Regions from separate parts of the Sus scrofa genome. Here region 2 is linked to region 1. A link is a contact called in public Hi-C data. All regions are on one chromosome and are shown on one strand. Each heading gives the region's core, a stretch centred on a gene start, on an enhancer-like site or on the middle of the called end of the contact. The rest is flanking DNA. Distances are from core to core; before and after follow the strand shown.

Region 1 (5,929 bases), core at 957-3,456:
AAAAGTGGAGTTCCCCCATACTTAAAGATGTCACAGCCTAGGCAAATTTCTAAAATAATAATAATAATAAATAGTTCCCTGGTGGCCTAGGGATTAAGGATCTGGTATTTGTGGCACGGGTTTGATCCCTGGCTCAGGGAACTTGGGCATGCCGCAGGTGCAGCCAAAAAAAGGAAAAGTAACAATCACGTTGAAGTCTGATGGGGGACTTTGATTTTGCCAAATTAGGACATTAAAAAAAAAACAACCACCAAAACTCTGCTCTTGCCAGCCACACTTCCCTTTTATAAGAAAGGTATGTTGGCACAAAAAGTAGAAAGGACCTCAAATAAAGGACAGTCTTCATTCAAAATTGAAATTAATTCCTGTAGATTGATGTACTTTGTGTAGAGCTCCTTAAGTTGTTTTTCTCTTTCTCTTTCAGCTGTTGGCCAGTGAAGACAGTGTTGTCAGGGTTTGAGAACTGCTTTTCTGGAGTATGTGTTGTTAAAATGTTACCCAGGACACTGGCACTCAGTAAATATTTGTTGAATGAGTAAACGACTACACAGAAACCTGAATTATCAGCCACATATCCAAATATCATTTAATGTCTTGATGAACATAATCTTGAAATACTCTTTTGAGTATGTGTGTCCATAAATGTAGATTCAACACTGGCACTCTGCAGGTCACCGTATAATTGAACCATCTGCGTTAAGCAGACGGAGAAAGAGGGGGAGGTGGTCGTGACAGCTTTAAGGTTGTGACTTAGGACTAGAACTCGGGTCTCTGGAGTGTTCTATCATATCCTGCCCAGCCAGCCGGTAGCCGGCCCATGTGTTTATCCATTGTGATTGCAACAAAAGACTAAGAAATCAAGATAAAACACTTCTGTCCATTCTTTCTTTACCCTAAGCTTTGATCAGCAGTCTTATTTAGAAAAGTTTAATGTTAAAGAGCTAGTTTATTCAAAACTAAAGATAACCAGGAGTATGAGAATTTTCTTCTTCTGAGTGTAAAGAAGAGGAAGAAATGTTTCCTCCTCTTCTGAGCCTACAGGCCTCTGCTCTTTGAGGAAGTGGAGAGAAGGAAAGGAAAGTTGTGTGTGTGTGTGTGTGTGTGTGTGTGTGTTTAATTTAACGTTGACTGTGGTGGGAGTAGTTTGCATGTCTTTTTGTTTTCTTGTGTGGAATTAACTGACTTCTGTTAAAGTTGCTGGGACTAGTTAAAAACAGTTCCTATGCCTGCTGTGAAGGTGGAGGGTATTGGTTTTTGAGGTTAATTCTTCTCCCAGAGTGAACATTAGCTTCTGAATCAGCCTGCAGAGTTAAATCAAGTCATCCATTTTTCACCTAGCCCAAGCATAATGTGAAAGGTAGATTAAAAATGAGAGGATCAGTTTTCTTGAAGACTAAGACATGTTGAACCAGCTATGTTGAGGATTTTAAGTGTGTACATTCACAAAGTAGCTTTGTGTGTGTATTTCCTTATTTGTCGTTTGGGCAAGGAAGCCCTACCCTGATGCCTGTTGAAGGCAGAAGCAAACTGGGATTTGGGCCGTACAATAGGTTCAGAATATCCAGGGAACCGAAAAATATCAAGGTTCCCCTTGGCCAAGATGAGCAACCATTCTGAGGTATGTTTCTTGAATGGGGATTTTAGGAAAGGTTTCCAGTTTTTGGGTGCTTTTGTTGACCTGTGTGTGTGTAATCATCTTTTAGGCATTGTGTGCGTTTCCTTGTATGGAAGACAGTGTGAATCTCTGGCTTTGAAAATTTTACCTAAAGTGCTTTCGTTGTCACCTTATTTTTCACAGTTCTTTATAATCTAGATTTGTAGAGGCTGTTTGTAAGGATACACGTGCCTTTTAGTGGCAGTTAAAACAGACTGAGCTGAATTTAACAATTTCTGTCCTGAAACTTTACATTTCAGATTTAAGTCATTAAAGCACCATGTTTTAAGTTTCTTAACCAGCATGAATGTCTAGCATTTTGATAAGGGTACTGATTGGATAAGATGCTAATGATTTCATTAACAAGCATGTTTAACAGGATGCACTGTATTAGTTAAAAGTGAAGCCTCCCAATTAGGTCCCTTCTCTGCTCTCCGTGGGAAGGACCACGGGGCGTCAGCCACCAGCCACCCGCCTCTCTTTCTCTGACTGGAGCTGACCCGTTGCTATTTTTTTCCCTCTAGGTTTTGGAAATCCCTTGTCTCCAGGTTGCTGGAATTGACTTCTTGCTCAACTGAATCACTCACCCGATGGAGACAAAGAGAACTAATGCTTTGTGCTGACTCATCTCTGAATCAAAGCACCAGGGAGTCTGTCTGCCTCGTTTGTGGAAGGATCCAGTGATAGCCTCTATCACTGAGCTTCCTAAGACTTCTGAAGATAAGAAGTTGGAGGAATACACATTTTCTTTTGCATTTTTATAACAAATCTTTTGCTCTAGTTTTGAAGCCTCGGGCTGCCGGGTGCGTGCTGAGTGACAAGTCTTTACAAGTGGCCTTATTCCAACTCCAGAGATTCCTCAGCCGGATTCTTATTTTATATACAATCCTGAAGAGACAGGAAACATGCCAACGCAGTCCCTCTTGGTGTATATGGACGGACCAGAAGTTATTGGCAATTCTCTTGGCAGCCAGATGGAGATAGATGATGCCATGACAATAAAAGGGGCCACCACGGTTCCTTTCAGAGCCACGCAGGAGAAGAACGTGATCCCGATGGAAGGGTACATGCCCTTGGACTGCATGTTTTGCAGTCAGACCTTCACACGTTCGGAAGACCTCAATAAACACGTCTTGATGCAACATCGGCCCATCCTCTGTGAGCCCGCCGTCCTGCGAGTGGAAGCCGAGTACCTGAGTCCTCTTGACAAAGGTCAAGTGAGAGCGGAACCTCCAAAGGACAAGAATTGCAAGGAAAACGAAGAATTTAGCTGTGAAGTGTGTGGGCAGGCGTTCCGAGTCGCTTTCGACGTCGAGATCCACATGAAGAAACACAAGGACTCGTTCACTTACGGGTGTACCGTGTGCGGAAGGCGATTCAAGGAGCCGTGGTTTCTGAAGAATCACATGCGCACACACACTGGGAAGTCGGGGGCCAAGAGCCGGCTGCAGCAGGGCCTGGAGAGCCCGGCGACCATCAACGAGGTGGTGCAGGAGCACGCGGCCGAGAGCGTCTCATCTCCCTACAAGATCTGCATGGTTTGTGGCTTTCTGTTTCCAAATAAAGAAAGTCTCATTGATCACAGGAAGATGCACACCAAAGAAACGGCTTCCTCCGGCGGCGGCGGCGGCGGCGCGCAGGCGGAGTGTCGGCCGGAGGGCGCGCCGTCCCCGGGCCAGGAGTTGCTGCAGTTTTTAAACTTAAGACCCACGTCTCACCCCGAGGTCGCCAAGAAGCCGGCCAAATGGATCCCCCAGCTGGACCCGTTCACCACCTACCAGGCCTGGCAGCTGGCCACCCGGGGGAAGGTGGCCGTGTGCCGGGAAGTGAAGGAGCAGCCGGGCCAGGAAGGGAGCACGGACAACGACGAGTCCTGTTCAGACAAAGAAGAGCTGGGGGAGATTTGGAGCGGGAGTAAAAGCCATCCCGAAGCTTCTGCAAAGTCCAAGACGAGCAAAAGCGCTTGTCCAGGCCTCTCGCAAGATAAGGAGAAGCCTCGACACCCCACCGGTGAAGTGCCTTCCGCCGACGCCGACCCCAAGGTATCCACTAACAAGGAGAAGCCGACGCACTGCTCCGAGTGCGGCAAAGCTTTCCGAACCTACCACCAGCTGGTCCTGCACTCCCGGGTGCACAAGAAGGACAGGAGGGCGGACGCCGAGTCGCCGACCATGTCAGTGGACGGGAGGCAGCCGCCGACGTGTTCCCCCGACCCGCCCCCCAGCCTGGATGAGAATGGAGCCATGGATCGAGAGGGGGGCTCCGAGGACGGGTCCGAGGATGGGCTTCCAGAAGGGCTCCACCTGGGTAAGCTGCTGCGTGGCCGGGACCCGACCCCCCCCCCCCCAACAGTTGGCCCCCGGGTGCGCCGGCAGCTTAGGGGCGTGGAGAGCTGGCTTAGAGGCCTGGCTCTTTGGGGTTACCTTCTTGGAAATCGCTTAACCTCTTGGCCTTACTTTTCTCATTTCTGAAGCAATAGGCTTGAGTTAAAAGGTCTAGGGAAGTTTCTTCCTGTTCTAAAATGATGATTTCATATTTTGCAAAGTTCACAGGTGATCTCACCTTGTGCATCAGCCTAAAGCAGTGCTGCTTCATGGGGCGGTTTGGCCCCCAGCGGACACTGGCACTGTCTGGAGACTCTTTTGGTTGTCGACACTGTGTTGGTGTGTGTGCGCCACTGGCCCCGGTGGGTGGAGGCCAGGGATGTTGTTAAAGGTGCCCGTGTGCAGGGCAGACCCCCCAGCGGAGAACAGTCTGGCCCCAGGTGTCAGTAGTGGCAGGGTTGAGAGACCCTTGCCTTCCACTTCCCCAGCATTCCTGATCTTAATCTATGAAAACAAGTTATCCATAAATGCAGTCAACTTCCCTTTCGGTCAAGGACCAGCTTTCAGTCATTTATTCCACAAATGGGTATCTGTGGTCCCAGACACTACTGAGAATGGTTCTCAACCAGAGCTGAGAGATTGCTGTTAGGCCATCTGGTGCTGCCTGGTACCCTGTCCTTTATGTCTGGGGCAAGTGTCCATTCACAGTCAGCCCAGGAACTGAAGCAGTTTGTAAAGCATGTGAACACACCAAAGATGTTTGAAAGAAGATCTCGCTCCTTTGCTCAAATTTCTAAGGTACTAATGGCAATTAGAGGAAATGGAAGCCATCACTGAAGGCTCGTTGATGTATTTCTTGAGTCCTGGCAAAGGATCCACCTGTGGTTCTAGTTGTGCCCATCTTCGCTTAAACCACAGCTTCTCGTATCCATTTAATAATATTTTGTTTGACTAGAGGATTCTGCTGCTGGAGAACAGTTAATAAAGCCCTGCATAATCAACACGTGAATGATGAGACATAAGTTAGTCTTGGAGAAACTATTTGTCAGAGACGTGGTCTTGGGTTTAGACGAATGCTGTGTGTTGATGTCTTCTAAGAACTCCGTGGATGAGACACAGGATGAATGTGACCTATAGATAATACATCGTCTCTTGAGCCAGTGCCCAGCTTTTTTTTTTTCTGATCATGTGATGGGCGTGGGAGGCGTAGTTTTCATATCAAATATTTAGAATGTTTTGAGTTTCCTGGGACACGGGAGAACCTAGCACTTAGCTTGCTTAAAATAGTCCCTTTCCAGAAATCTAGGAAATGCGTTATGGTGTCTTAATGACATCATAAAAATGACTTTAAACACAGACCTCCAGTCTTCAAGTGGTTCCTCTTAGTGTCAGTGCTGTTGGTGGGCCTGCAGTGATGGGGAGATAATGAGGCCTTCGAGATGCCCCAGTGCCCTGAAAGAAGAGGGCGGGCTGGTCTCATCTACCAGGTGGTATGGGCAGAAGAACTGGATGGCAAACTTGGGCCCAGCCAGCAGGCAGATAGAATAGCCCATAATAGCTGGGGGCACCAATACTTGCATCGCGTCTGGTTCTACCAGGGTATTGTTCTGTGACCCATTACGTGTTGCTTAACCTTTCTTTGCCTGATTTTCCTGTTTGTGAGATTGGTTCATCGACCCTTGTCTTCCACCACCCAAGGATGATTTCAACTGCCTATTTATAAAAAGTCCTTTGGAGGACAGCACAACAAAGTCAAAGGTGATGCTTAGGAGCAGGAAGCAGGTAGATGTGGACATTTCATGTCCTTCGTGTTAGAATAAAGGCATTTCATAACCTTTTGGATATGATGCAACATATCATGAATCCTGACACATAGTTGGAAGTAGGAAATTGCAAGGAAGTGCAAGTCCAGTTACAGACTCAGCTGCTTGGGAGGGATTGTGAGAAAGAG
Region 2 (5,929 bases), core at 1,146-3,645, 320 kb before region 1:
CTTACAGACCCACTTTTTGCACACGTGTTACTATCCTCATATTATAGACTCCTGGAAGTCAGCTTCAGCCCTTATTTTTTGCCAAACAGTTCGTGGCTTCCAAACTAAAGCCTTGGAATTTATGCAGGAAAAACAAACCCGCTCTAACGCCTTGAAGACAGAGACAGTATCTGGCCCATCACTGTGGAATTTTTCTTTCTCTCTCTCTCTCTCTCTTTTTTTTTTTTTTAGTATGTGCCTGAGCATTATTATTGAATAAGCGGAGGCTTGAAACTGATTTTAGATATTTTTAGCAAAACATAGTTTTAAAAAATAATTGATTTAATAGAAAACAACGGCAAATGCATCACCCTTGTTTTATAATCAGTGTTTCCCTTTATCTGATCGTTGACTTTCTACTTTCTAGCCTTCCCTTCCCTTAAGTTTCTTTTAGATACTATATTTTACTCTCCCATAGTACTTCTTTGTTGAATTTTTTTTAAAATAAATGCATTGCCCAGTTCATTTCTAAAGAGAGCTTGGTCTTTCCAGAAGTTAATCTTTCATACAAATAAAAATAGAATATCATTTTTTCAAATGATTGTATTTCAGGGAAGAGAAAGCAGAGATGTCCTAATATTGCATTGGATACAGATACAGCACTTCACAAAAATCCTGTGAGCTCCCACAGGCTTTCAGAGTAATTGCAAGGAATAATTAAGACATCTGTCACACCCTAAAGAGAAAAGGATGCGTATGTGTAATAACTCAACGATTCGCCAGGAAATTGGCTATTCGAAGCACTGGTATAATTTTACAGAGTGAGTGTGTGGAGAACTCTGGTTGTATTCACACAAACCAGGCAGGCAGGTGAAACCAGAAAGATGGGAGATGGAGGTTTGGAAATACAGATTTATACTTTGTCAATCTTAGTAACACCTTACACTTGAAAAGTGCTTTTCTTCCTCCAGACGATTGTGTGTTTCCCACCCGCTGTTTCTTTTGTCTCTTTCTTTAGACCATCCGTTTTGTAAGAAACTCTTTGGGGGAATAACCTTCTCAGGCTCACCTAAGAAAGACTGAGTGTCAGTATTAGGCAAATTAAAGACCAAAGGAGGCAGCCAGGAAAGGAGAGGGGTTTTCTGGATCACATTCCATCAGATAACCTGCTGAAAGGTACTGTCTAAAGGAGAAAGAGAGTGGTTTGGAAGGATAACTGTAAAACCAAAAAAACAGGAGTCTTCTAGCCAAAGTTTTTGATTTCAGATTCTTCCCTGAGTATTCAAATATGAAGACTGAGTTGGTTTTTAAGGAAAAGTTGCTGAAAGTAGCATTTGTTTGGGCAATTCCTGTCTCCACCCGCGACTTGCATTCCTTCCTACCCTAAAAGGGGGCTCTGTAGTCATTTGGCGGGTGTCAGCTATTAATAGTAATAATAATAATAGCTACCACTTGTTTATTGCATGCAAATGATCTGGCCAGGCCTGTGCAAAGCGCAGTGCATGCATCAACTCCTTTATTAATATAAATCCCCTGGGAAGCATTCTTACTGCTCTCCTGTGCAAATGACCTGCCCAAGGTCACGGAGCTGGTGGGGGCAGAGCCCACATTCAGACGTGGGCTTTTCTAAAGCTCACCCTTGTGCTCCTGTGTTATTGCTGCTTCCTGTGCTTCTGGGAGCCATTTTCTTTGAGAGTAAGTAGAACAACTATAGCTCCATTTTGGTGACTCTGTTATTAATGTTTTCTGTGGAAACATCATTTTTATGTGTTGGGCTTACCCGAAATTCTGCTTACCTGAAATGACAACAAAGTGAAAGAAAGGAGAATCCATACATGACTTAAGCGAAGCTTGGACGTGAGTTTTCTGAATATGCTTGTCACAAAAATGAGCTTTGCCTTGGCTGTGTAATTTTGTCTGAGTTGTCCAGTTCGATTTCAGGGGAGTAGCTTGGTAAACCACAGAGGCTGGACTCAAAACCTCTGTTTATCCTGGAAGTTTCTAGCAGGTCTCGTTGCCTGGATTTATTGTCATGAGGGAGCTCTGGTAGACAGGTGGGCTACTGTACTCACATCCATTAAAATGTCATTCCACTTCTCCTTTTAAATCTCAACATCAGTTGGAATAAATCTCTATCAAAATACATTTGCATTCCTTGCAAAGAAATGTCAACTGACCACCAAACATTTCCGCTAGGATTTTGAACATCTAAGTGATATATTTTGGAGATGGTTCAGACATTCTTCAGTGTATCAAGCTGTAGGAATGCATGACGCAGTGAAAGAAATTAAAAATGATTTCATTCAGAGGCAAGGCTTAGATTTGCCACTAGATCCCAGCTCAGCGCTGCAGGCTAGACAGCCCTGAGGTGCTTCAACTTTGATTCTTATGAATAAAAATCAACTCTGTAAAGAAAGTTGCTCCATATCACACTGGGGAATCTCTGAAATTACTTAATAGTCTTCAGACTGCTCTTTAAAGTGCTAAATAGACTCTGAAAGGATTTTAACCTCTTTAAACAGAAACTCTGTTATTTTTGACAGCTGGAAAAAATAAGCTTCTGTGGTTATGGTCCTTTGACTGTAAAGGCCAGCATGAACTATTTTCATTTGTCCCTGAAAGAGGGCTCTGCCCAGAGGAAGGGGGGCGGGGATAGAAAGCAAGCAAAAGAGAGGGAGGAAGAGAGGACCGGAGGAGGGAAGGAGGGAGAGAGTCGTCAGTGACCGCAGTGATGGAAGAGACCTCAGATGAACTAGTCTAAACTCAGCAGTCGCCTTTGCATAAAGACAGTTTCTATGCCTCAAAATGAACAGCAGAGGAAAATCACAGCAAAGCTTGAGGTCGTCTCCTTTCTTTTTTTTAAAGGGTTTGAACCTCTTTGCCGTAATTTCTCTGGCAGCACGAGGGTCTGTTTTCAGGACGGTAGACTAGATCCACTGCTAATAAGAGAGCCTTCTGATTTGATCCCAATTCTCCTCCAAGGACTAGAAAGGAGAGGAAGAAGGAAGCTTATTTAAACCTTAAATCAACAGAGTACCTAATGATACCAAATAGACACAGTCAGAAGGAAGTTGAAAATCTCTCTCTCCGAGGGTGTAATGGGACTCCTGAGAGCCATTCAGGTTTTACTTAAAAACCATTTTGGTTTGTTGGTTGGTTGGTTTTTGCCATTGGACATTCATTCCCTAAAGACCAACTGCTGAGGACAGGACCCTGTCTGCTAAAGGACGCCGGGGAGCAAGTTTGAGCAGGAGAGACAGTTCAACACAGCCTGAATTCTGGAGACTGATGCAGGTCCCAAGTGGTAAGACTTTGGGGGTGAGAGCTGAAAGAGCTGGCGGTAGGGAGGAAAATGATAACGGAGAGAGTCCATTTCTCTTCCTAAATGTGCTCAGATGAGATGGGTCCTTGTCGAAGAATGCAGAAGACCTAGAGGAAGGAAAAAACTACCTTCCATCCGGATGGAATCACAACTGCACGTAGAGAACAGATCCCTTTGCCTTTGGGTTGAGCACCTTGGCGCCATTCACGGCAGTGACATCCTGAAGGAAAGTGCATGGAACTGCCAGACACCAAGAAGTCAAGCTAAAGAAAGACGTCTCCCATCCCTAACCAGTGGAGGAGTATGGCCCTGATAAGCATGTCCCACAGGCATCCCTCCTTGAGGTTTTCAGCCTCCACCTTATCCAAGTCCTTGTCATTTTTCCTAATTAGGTAGCTTCATAGTCGATGCTCAATAAATACTTGTTCAGCGAGTGGTACCTCCTCCCTCTAGGGGCAGTATGGGGAGGTGGTTAAGAGTATAGAACATGGACTCGTTGCCATAGTGTCCAGCATGGCTCCCCATCCTGCTACTTCCATGACCCGTGTTAGTTTCTTGGAGCTTCTATTTTCTTGCCATAAAATGAGAAAAAGAAAATTGCCCCTCTATCTTAAGGTTCTAGCATGATACATAAACGAACCAACGCATGTTATTTTCTCATTTAGCACAATTCCTGGCACTTAGCCCTCCACGAAAAGCCTTCATGCATAATAATTTTTGCTCTCTCTGCTAATATAAGTACCTGATCTCGGATTAGAGAGGCACATAATATTAATCAGTCAAAAAAGTATTAAGTGGCCTTTAATGTGTGTATTCTTAGTGCAGGTGTTCTAGCAGAACAGCCAAGATAAGAACAGTGGAAGCTGAAGTCTCCTCTTTGCCCCACAGAATTTAACCCCTGCTTCCTACAATCCCTTCCTCCATTGCTGGGAGGAGGAGGCCGTAACCATTGACTGACCATGTGAGGGTTAGACCTGAGTTCAAATTGTTAAGAATTCATCGGCAGATTTCTTAGGTCTTTTATCAGGCATCAAGCATAAAGCATTACTAAATCCGTGGCGAAAACTATAGATCTCAGTATTTGGGCTGCATTTGTCCATGGCCAGGTAGCTTAAAGCACTGATGCTCACTCTCTTGTGCCTCAGAATTCCCTGGAGGGCTTGTTAAAACACAGATTGGCTGGGTCCCACCCCCAGAGTTTTCAACTCAATAGATCTGGTGTAGCTCTCAAGAGTTTGTATTTCTATCCAGTACCCTAAGGATGCTGAAGCTGCTGGACCCCATACCACACTTTTAGAACCATTAGCTTAGATTACTGGTTTAAGGAGCCAAAGCTGTGACTTCAACCCCATTCAGCCCTGTCCCATTATTGGAAAATGTTCAGCTTAACCCATCTCTACTAGGGGGTAAAACCAACTACCACAAAAACACCTACCACTTAAGTGTTATAAATAGATAACTCCCAATGGTTTAAGTGTTCATTTATTTATTCATTCCTTCTATATGTTCAGCTACCTTCTGGTTCCAACATTAGTATTCATCATTTATTTATTCCCAAATTACTTAATCCTGGGATTTAAGGTTTTAATTGTTGGGAGACCAACCCTTGGATATGATCAGACTGTGGTTACAGACCCCATGGACATCATATGTCTCACGAGTAATGCGTTTCTAGCTGGTCTTTCATTTGTCTGGACCTTGAACCTCAACTGTGCATGGCTGAGGTCATCCATTCCCGAACTTGCCTCGCGGTCTCCACGTTGCTGTGCTTGTGGCAGCTGAAAGGCCCTTGTCTGTTTGTTATTTTAGTCAGTGAAAGGGGATGGAGGGATCACGCCCTCGGAAGACATAAATGGGACGGACGCCCGCTACCAAGTAAGTGACGTGTAAACGTGGTTTGGTGGTGGGTTTGGCTGGCATGTTCGTGGTTCTTTCCAACCTTGTTTCCAGTGCAATTCTCAACCACTCCTTTGCCCACTCCTTTGCCATCTCCAGGTTGGGCGCCTGCTGTATACCAGGCACCATCTTGAGCAAGCAGGGGCTCCTCCGCTGCTTCTTAGTGCCCAGCTTTCAGGCACGTCCTTCCTTGCTCCGCGTGGACAGTTCCTTCCCATCCTCCATGTCTTGTTCCTTCCTGTCCTCCTGTCCTCATGCACATCCTTCCTTTCTCCACATGGACAGTTCCTTCCTCTCCTCCTAATGGTCACCTCCCCTCAAAGAGCCGTTCCCTGTTCACCCACCGTCACTGCATCCTATTCTTCTGCTTCATCACTTATCACGCATTGGAATAAGTCATCTATCTGTCTCTCAGTTATCTGTCTCTCCTACCCATTTTCAGCCCTGTCCGGAGCATCTGTGGAGCAAGGAAGGGTCCTCTTCTATTTTTTATCAGATTTCATGGTGCCTGGTACAGAGTAGGAGCTATTTCTGGCATAGATGAATGAAAGAGACAGGATCATATGGTTTGTTTGTTATTCTCTCTATCCTAAAGAAGTAGCTATGATATTTTTATCACTATAGGTCTTTTTCCCCCCAGTGGGATCATCTCATCCTCAACAGCCTATTTTATAACCTGCACTCTTTCTTAACTTAATAATATATCTCCACCAATGTCATGAAATAGTCTTC

The links. A called contact is a pair of places that touch in the nucleus more often than the background predicts.
Region 2: a contact with region 1 is called in a Hi-C map of embryonic fibroblasts, with 2.3 times the contacts expected there. The contact joins two enhancer-like sites. A contact is called at or near these places in 5 of 47 Hi-C or Micro-C datasets (embryonic fibroblasts, omental adipose tissue, skeletal muscle and 1 more) and 2 of 2 datasets of contacts at active chromatin or transcription factors (alveolar macrophages and skeletal muscle).

The regions. Positions count from the first base shown.
Region 1 is chr17:54,616,973-54,622,901 of Sscrofa11.1, reverse strand. ZNF217 (zinc finger protein 217) reads left to right here. Exons shown (of 6, transcript NM_001123217.1): 2 at 2,179-3,961. The coding sequence starts at 2,560. Among named protein-coding and RNA genes, the nearest start is that of ZNF217, 12 kb to the left of the region's middle. Within about 2 kb of position 2,206, at least 23 of the 83 cell types and tissues checked have an H3K27ac peak or open chromatin away from gene starts, as enhancers often do. A contact at or near this core is called in embryonic fibroblasts, where this site is marked.
Region 2 is chr17:54,934,182-54,940,110 of Sscrofa11.1, reverse strand. BCAS1 (breast carcinoma amplified sequence 1) reads left to right here. Exons shown (of 11, transcript NM_001110175.1): 9 at 5,111-5,176. Among named protein-coding and RNA genes, the nearest start is that of BCAS1, 91 kb to the left of the region's middle. Within about 2 kb of position 2,395, at least 11 of the 83 cell types and tissues checked have an H3K27ac peak or open chromatin away from gene starts, as enhancers often do. A contact at or near this core is called in embryonic fibroblasts, where this site is marked.